Linked DNA regions of Rattus norvegicus: regions 1 and 3 are each linked to region 2. The links are chromatin contacts, called in public Hi-C maps. All regions are on one chromosome and are shown on one strand. The core of a region is the stretch at or near the end of the contact, and the rest is flanking DNA. Distances in the headings are between cores, read along the strand shown.

Region 1 (2,899 bases), core at 272-2,771, 210 kb after region 2:
AGGTAACTGAAATCTACCATACATTGTAAGGGTGGCTTTAGTTCTCCGGAGGGAAGGACGGCATTGAACGCACTGTTAAGGAGATAGTTATCTGTTCTCTTCTCCTGTCGTCGTCATGGTCATCCTTACTGACAGAATACTGACCCAGATGAATTATGATAAACATTGGCCAAGTGTTTACTGTGTGCCACAGGTGATGTGAATATCCCCACCCCTCATTTTATCGAATCTCTCTATAGTCCAAACCATCTTTAAACTTCTGACCCTCCTGCCCCAACTTCCTGAATTATGGGATCACAGCTGTGCACCACACCTGTGCAGACCCTTTTGTCCTGGACTTATCACCTCCTGGTGCAGGTGAATTATTATGCTGGCCCATGTGGTGTCACGAGTCCTGTAACTGGATTCGGCAGGGCTTTGCTCATTGCGATCTGTGGTCAAGATGAAGGAACATGGTGACTTTCTGTTGAGAAGCTACAGCACCAGGAGCTTGCCTGGTGCTCTGTGCAGGCATTTGTGGGGGTTCCTATTGGTCAATGTTCGATTTGGTGATCTGGACACAAAGTTTGTTCATCAGTCAATAGAGAACAAGGTGGAGGAAGGAGGGAGAGACTGCATAGGGTGGGTACAAAGACACTTTGGGGACATGGACATCTGAAGCAATGTCTAAAGTGGACACAGTGAGGTTGGGAAGGATAAATGTAAAACCTGCTTTCAGGTTTTAGAAACTCATCAATAGAAGTAGATGACAGTCTGACTCCAAGGCAGTTGGGGCGGGGGGTGTTGTTCTGCATGCGGTAAAGAGGCAGATTTGTCACCACTGGGGATAGAATTGTAGGCTATGTTAGACGTTTGAAATAGAATAAGCATGAAGCCCATGTCAGTGGTGAGGTGACACCTGGTCCAGCCTGGGGAACAGTTAAGAGGCACTCAGCCAATAGGATGGGATTCAGATAAGAACGCTGTATACAGAAGAAGACAGCATGGAAAGAAGACTGTGACAGTGACCTTCAGACAGAGGTTGGGGGTGTGCGTGGGGGGAGGATTAGGGTTATCCAACACTAGGGGACAGCTTGAAACCATAGGTTATGGCGAGACAGTGCTAGCAACAAAGCCGGGCATAGGTCCTGCCTCTGGATACAGATGTGCTCTTGCCTCAGGATATGGATGTTGCACACGTCAGTTTCCTTATTTATGCTTCAATTTCCTCGGCTATGAGCTTCAACTCCTTCTTGGCCCTTAATATTCTGCAGCAACAGAGAATTTCCTGTAACCATTCAGCCCCAGTATTAGCCTAGGCAGGACAACCCCCGGCTGCATGTGTCCCAGCTCTGATGCCTCTGGGGGGGGGGTGTTCCTGGGAGAGGTTTAGGGGAGCACTGAGCAGCTCATCTTTCAGCCCTAACAGACTCTAAAGTTACTTCTTCCTCAGTTTTCTTTTCCTTTGCTTGTGGGATCTACAAGCATACGTACTTGAGGTCAAATTCAGGACACTGTGAGTGTGAAACACGCTTGACTGAGAGCTGTTTTGACTCTATAGCCCTTTGTATTAGGGTTCTAGAATAGTAGAACATAAGAGAATGAATCTCTACATAAAGGGGATTTACTAGAATGACTTAAAGACTTCAATTGAGCTAATCCAACAATGGCTGTTTATGAATGGAAGTTCCAAGAATCTAGATGCAGCCAAGTTGACAATTAAAACGGCCATCACATTCCTGTCATGAAAATTTTCATCGTGGGTGGGGAGACCATGTAACATATACCTCCCTCCTTATAAGGTCCCAATGACAAAGCAGTTTGATTGCACCAGTTCTCCCCCTTGCCTTCCAAACACTTAATGAGTTTATTAGGGATATTTATAGGGCATTGGAGGAGGGGCCAATCACAGGAGCACAAATGATCCCAAAAAGGCCGCACTGCAACGTCTCCACCCAGTATGGATGATATCTTCCCCATGGCTGCATAGATGGAGCCCAATTCACCTCATCCTCCTCAGACTACAGCCCCAAGGCCATGTGTGGTTAGGACCAAGTTGCACACAAGTGGCTGGGTACTCAGTTGAGGGTCCCGTAACTCCCCATCCTCCACTCTGAGACTGACATAGTCAGCTCGAGCAGCTGTGATCAGTCGTAAACAGGCAGAGCTGAACTTTCGGACATAGTGGCTGGCAGGGAGGGGGGCAGATAGTGCTGTCCAGCAGCCCATTTTCTTCTATGCATGAAATACCAGAGACTTGAAGCATCTGTCACTGTAGGCCATACTTACCCAGCAACGAAGAGGCTGTCAAGTGGACACTGCAGGGTGCCACTGGCTGGCAGCCTGTCCTCTAGCAAATATGCAACTTTTTTTCTGGCAAATGTCTAAAATATAACATTCTAAAATTACCTTTGTCTTAGACTCACACGTTTTCACAGGTGTGGTTATTCTGTCTGCATGTATGCATGAGCAACTCACGTGTGCTTGGCCCTGGTACAGGTCAGAACAGGGCGTTGGATCCCTGGAACTGGAGTTTCAGACATTTGTGAGCCACCGTGTAGCTGCTGGAAACCAAACCCTGGTTCTCTTCAAGTGCCACACGTGTCCTTAACCATTGTACCATCTCTCTACCTACCTCCCAAATTACCTTTAAGGAGTTTTGTGCAAACGTTTTCTTGGAGGGGGTACTCCTATAAATTCTTTCTCAACATTCTGAAGATATGTTCTAATGAATCATGGGGATTTAAAAAATTTATTTATGTATATGAGTATGCTGTCTTCATGCACACCAGAAGAGGACATCAGATCCCATTACAGATGGTTGTGAGCCACCATGTGGTTGCTGGGGATTGAACTCGGGACCTCTGGAGGAGCAGCCAGTGCTCTCAACTGCTGAGCCACCTCCTCAGCCCAGGGGGGG
Region 2 (2,700 bases), core at 193-2,692:
GGTGACCAGTGAGCTCGAGGGATCTCTCTACCTGTCGCCATCCCCCCAGGCGGTGACAGATGTGCTGTAGCAATTTTAGTTCAGTGGTGGGGATCAGAACTCAGGTCCTTATGCATGCGTGGCACGCTCTTTCCCAAGTAAGACATCTTTCCCTACTTCTGTATTTTATATCTTAATAGGAAGAGCAGAATAGATACGAAGTTAAACTGTTTTATATGATGGTGAGTATATGAAGAAATTAAAGTAGGCTGTATATAATGAGTGGCCCGTGCCTGAAATCCCAGAGCTTGAAGGTTGAGGTTGGGAGATTGAGAATTTGAGTACAGCCTGGGCTACATGGAAATTCTGGAGAATGGGAACAGGGCAGGAAAAGGTGGGGGAGGTGAAAGGATAAGGGGAAAGGGCTAACCCACACTAATATTATAGGACTAAGGTGCAATGCTGGTCTGGAAGATGCCCCCTGTGACCTTACCAGCAAGAAGATAGCCGTCAAGATCTGTGGAGAGATGCTCCAACAGAAGAAACAGTAAGGACACAAGTCCTGAGGCAGAAGTTACTGAGAGGAAATCGGGGGCTGTGGATGGCGCTGCACTTGGTTTTACACTGTGGGGTATTGTCTGAACAGTGACCAGCACCTGTAGTCCCAGCATGTGGTCACATCAGTTTCTCAGCCTCTTACCCCAAGAACCACTCAGGCCACGCTTAAACACCTTTACCTTCTGCCTGGCCCAGTCCCAGCACGTGGAAGGCAGAGGCAGAAATATCCAGAGTTCGAGGGCCTTGTTACTTGCACATACAGCTTCTCTTCTGGGTGTTCCAGGGCACAGGGCACCTTTAATGCCAGGGACACACTGGAGGGTTCTTGAGTTCTCTGCTTCTGTGTTCAAGTCCTAAACGGTAACACCTGCCGGCACCTATAAACTGTAGCCCTTCGGGGTAGCAACAATGTCACCAAGATAAGCCACAATGTTTCCCTGACTCTTGGACTCCAGGGCCATGCATCAGGCCAGAGAACTCCAAAGCCAGGGAGTGCCTGGGGGAATAAATCCAGGAAGGAGACCCTAGGCAGGCAGAGCTTTAGGCCTAATGTGTTGAATTCATTAGGTTCCAAATCTTTACAGCCTTGCCAAGCCCTGTGGGGAAAGATCAGCTGCAAAGTTCTCTCAGGAAAGCACCAGGCGCTGAGCTGGTCCCAGTCTGACTTAGAAGCAGTTAGGGGTCAGAGTTGTTTCAGGTTGGCATATTGTTCTTTGCTCAGTCTAGGGGATAGCCAGCAGACTCTTGCAGTCAGTGCCACCCTTGCCCCTGGGCTGTGCAGAAGTGAAGGCAGGACACAGGGCTGAGGAGGAAACCGGAAGCACCTCCCTCCCACGCTGCAGGACAACCATACAAAGGGCCTCCTCTGCGGCCATGCAGGATGGGCTGGGCTGGCAGGGGAGGGCTGAGATTGTCGCCCAGTGCAGGGCCAGGACAGCTGCAAATGAAACACAGGCCTAGAGCACTCAGGGAGGCAGGCATCCATCTTTCCCGGAGCCAAGAAATCCCGGCCAAGAGCTCAGCTCCAGAGCGAGGAAAAGCACCAGGCAATACTTGAAACCAAGCAAGCCCCCTGGAAATGTTGGATTCCTGACAGGTAAAGAGCCAAGCCAAGGGCTTTTTTCCTGCTGGCCCAAGCACAAAAGCCAAGGACTCTGGAGAAGTGGGAGATCAGCCTGGAGGGGACTCGGCAAACAGAAGAAAGCTCTTGAGGCCAGAAAAGATTCGCCCCCCTCAGATCCCAATGCTCATATCCAGTCAGTGTGGAGGAAGGGACACTTGGTGTCACAAACCTTCAAGGCCACCTCCTGGTGGAGGCTCCAGCGACAGGCGCCATGGCAGTGTGGTATGTATGGGGCATGGTTACAAGGCCCAGTGTCCACCTGAGGTAGGGTAGTGTGTAAGGAAGTGGTTGATACCACTCCCATCCTGTGGAGGGAGTGACCCCTAAAGTAAGGTTGGATGTAGCTTGATTGATTCTTTGTTGTGTTAGATTTCTTTTTCTTTCTCCTGAGACAGAGTTCCTCTGTGTAGCCTTGGCTGTGCTAGAACATACTCTATAGACCAGGCTAGCCTCAAACTCAGAGCTCGGCCTGTCTCTCTGCCTCCTGGGTGCTGGGATTAAAGGCATGGGTCGCCACCATCTGGTTTAGATCTTGTTTATTTTTTTAATGCTAGGGGTAGTACCGTTGGTTTCAAATATGCTAAGCACACATTCTCAATGAAGCTTCACCCTTGGTGCCTGGGGCTTCATCCCAAAGGAATCTATCTGCACAGCAGCACATGATGGGTAAAATCAATGAACACACAAAGGAGTGTGCACTTTTATCTCTATTACCTGTCATGTGGAGGGAGGGTACTTTTCTAACGTTCTAAAATTAAGCTGGACATGGTGCCCTGTGTCTGTAATCCTATCCCTAAGGAGGTAGAGGCAGAAGGATCGGGAATTCAAGGACAGCCTGGACTGTCTCAAGAAAAAAAGGGGGGGGGCGGGTTTCTAAAATTAAAGAATAAAAGAATTCTATGTGAGGATGGGCTCGCTGTCTCAATCCTCTTTATTCTTTGCTAGATCTTGAAGAAAAAGATAAAAAGGAAATATGCGACAAAATGACAGCTTTTAAAGAATAATAGAAAGAAAAGAAAACTCTTCCTTCTGAACATAAG
Region 3 (2,705 bases), core at 187-2,686, 150 kb after region 2:
CTGGGAGACTGCAGCTCACCAGAAGAGCCGGCAGGAGGTGGGCAGTGGCAGCAGCCGAAGAAGTGTCATGACATGAACCTGGACCCTGGACCCTGAACCCTGTTCTGGGCTGGCCAGTGCAGTTGTTTCAGAGCAGGAACCAGAGTGAAGCTGTGAAGGGTAAAGACAGGAAGAGCTACCTGCGCCCACCATGGGACAGCCTTCCCCTGGGGGAGGAGTCCTCCTGTGTTAAGGTAGAGCCCACCGAGTCTGTGTTTTGTTGTCTGCTAGAAGGTGACACTAACGTTCAAGGGATTTAAGAAATGCCAGTCTGTAGTCCGCTTTCTGTCGGGAGGGAGTGCCTGTGTTGTGGTTGAGCGTCAAACCAACCACAGTAGATTCCAGAAGAAAAGGAGAAAGAAAAGCACTACCTAGGCGTCCCTGTGTTTGGTTGGCTTGAAGTCTTAAGTTTCTTCTTTCTCTTAAGACTGGAGACGGACATCTTGAAAAGAATATGAACGTATCTTCTGGTTGCTCCGCTTTCTTAAAATGTCAAGGATAAAATGTTGATAATCCATCAAACTAGATTTTCATGGGCTGGTAACTGCATCTTTATTAAAAGGGGTAGAAACGAACAGTTCAGGTTACAGGTTACATTCCTGTAAATGTGTGGTGTGAGTGCGCATCCACATGTGGTGTCATACACATTGGATGGGAAACAGGAGTTTTATTGTTGTTGGTTTTGAGACACTTTCTCTGGATAGACCTAGCTGGTCCTGAACTCACGATCCTCTTGCCTCAGTGTCCCAGGCACTAGCACCACAAGCATGTGGTCTTAGTTATGGTTTCCATTGCTGCAATGAGACATCATGACCAAAAGCAGGTTGGGGAGGAAAGGGTTTATATTTGGCTTACACTTCAGATCACAGTCCATCACTAGAGGAAGTCAGATCAGGAACCTGGAGGCAGGAGCTGGTGCAGAGGCCATGGAGGGTGCTGCTTACTGGCTTGCTCCCATGGCTCGATCTCTTGTAGAACCCAACTAGACCAGGGATGGCCCCACCCACAGTGGGCTGGGCCCTCCCCATCAGTCACTAATTAACACCTTACTGGCATGTCGGCAGCCTGATCTTAGAGAGGCATTTTCTCAATCGAGGTTTCCTCCCCTCAGATGACTCTAGCTTGTGTCAAGTTGAGATAAAATTAGCCAGCACAAAGTGTGTACCATCATGCCTGGCAAAAGCAAATTTTTAAGAAAAAAGAAGAAAAGTTTTTGAAAAGCATTTAAGACAGCGCAGCAACATTACAATAGCACATTGCCTTGTTTTCTTTCTGCTCCTTCTGTCTCACAGAAATTTTTGTAAATTTACTTCCTCAGAGGGGAAAAAGCAAGGACACAAGCAGGAGAATGGGAAATGCTTCATGGCTCTGAGAGGCCTCAGCATGCTCTGAGGAGGAGAGGCCTCAGGCGTGCTGTGGGGCGAACAAAAGGCTGTTGTGAACTGTGGGCAAGAGCTGGTGAGAGTTTGTATTCTGTGGGAGTTATTTCCTGTTGTTGACTAGAGTTCTTTATTTAGAACCACCTAGCTTCGAATGCCTGCTAGCTTGCAGAGAAGCGTGTACTTAGGCTTGTTTCAAGACAGTCTCTTTGAAAATGAGTCACACTACTCATACGCTCCGACAACATGATGTGCACAGACATCAAGATCGGGTGTCAGTGTGCACAAAGGAAGAGCCCGGTGCAGTGAGTGGCTACCTGAATATCCCTGAGAAAAATACTGGGTATATGCGAGGGGGATCTGGGGGTGGGGGCTGGTTTCCATTTTAAAACAACATATCGGATCTAGTGGCAAGTATCTGTAGTCTCAGCCACTCTGGAGTCTGAGGCAGGAGGACAGCAAGTTTTAGGCAAGCCATGACAACTTAGCAAGACTATCTCCATACTAAAATGTCAAAGACAGTAGATGACAGAGATTCAACCCAACAGCAAAGTGCTTGCCTATTTTTGTGTGGCCCTTGGTCCAACTCCAGAGCAACAAGACAAAGTAAATAAGGAGATAAAAGAATAGATGTATATGTTAAATAAATTCTTTGGAGTCTTGAGAAGATAGCCAAATGGCCTTCATATTTCGAGAAAGTTTAGGATCTTTCTGGCATGGTAGACATTAGCTAGCAATCAAGAAATGAGCCCTGTCGGACTCCCTTCTCCTTAAGAACTTCAGGTTGCTGTAACATTGCCGTGAGCTTTATGCATATTCTTTTTTGAACCAGGGTCTCACTACGTAACTCAGACCTTGAACTTGGCACCTTCATGTCTCGAGTCAGGCACTCAGATTACAGACATGTGACACCATGCTTCCTGCTCGGCCCTTTATTAAGAATATAATTATACTTTTAATGTAAGACAATACCTCAAAACTAACCAGAGAGACAATTACCATAAAGTCATGGGAGATAATGAGAGTCTACATATGTCCAGTATTCGTTATTTTATTTTTATGTGTATGTATGTCTGTGCACACATATGTGCATGGTGCCTTTGGAGGTGAGAAGAGGGCATCAGATCTGGGAACTGGAGTCAGAAGGTAACTGTGAGCCATCGCGTGGGTGCTGGGAACTGAACCTGGCCCTGCCATGACAGCAACAGGCTCTTAACCGCCAGGCTTCTCTCTGGCCCCGTCCTGGCTTTAACAGACACCGGAGACTGCAGGTAAAAGTCTCCTATG

The links. A called contact is a pair of places that touch in the nucleus more often than the background predicts.
Region 1: a Hi-C map of Schwann cells shows a contact between it and region 2, with 4 times the contacts expected there. The contact joins two enhancer-like sites. A contact is called at or near these places in 11 of 12 Hi-C or Micro-C datasets (the A7r5 cell line, the Rat2 cell line, Schwann cells and 6 more).
Region 3: a Hi-C map of liver shows a contact between it and region 2, with 2.1 times the contacts expected there. The contact joins two enhancer-like sites. A contact is called at or near these places in 2 of 12 Hi-C or Micro-C datasets (kidney and liver).

Annotation. Positions count from the first base shown.
Region 1 is chr14:99,069,275-99,072,173 of GRCr8, forward strand. No RefSeq gene overlaps it. Among named protein-coding and RNA genes, the nearest start is that of Aftph, 56 kb to the right of the region's middle. Within about 2 kb of position 1,522, at least 2 of the 93 cell types and tissues checked have an H3K27ac peak or open chromatin away from gene starts, as enhancers often do. A contact at or near this core is called in Schwann cells, where this site is marked.
Region 2 is chr14:98,857,114-98,859,813 of GRCr8, forward strand. It overlaps LOC102547925 (a long non-coding RNA gene), which reads left to right. Exons shown (of 4, transcript XR_005493465.2): 2 at 1-1,882. Among named protein-coding and RNA genes, the nearest start is that of Slc1a4, 97 kb to the left of the region's middle. Within about 2 kb of position 1,443, at least 49 of the 93 cell types and tissues checked have an H3K27ac peak or open chromatin away from gene starts, as enhancers often do. A contact at or near this core is called in Schwann cells and liver, where this site is marked.
Region 3 is chr14:99,005,850-99,008,554 of GRCr8, forward strand. The region is part of intron 1 of Sertad2 (SERTA domain containing 2); the gene reads left to right. Among named protein-coding and RNA genes, the nearest start is that of Sertad2, 37 kb to the left of the region's middle. Within about 2 kb of position 1,437, at least 60 of the 93 cell types and tissues checked have an H3K27ac peak or open chromatin away from gene starts, as enhancers often do. A contact at or near this core is called in liver, where this site is marked.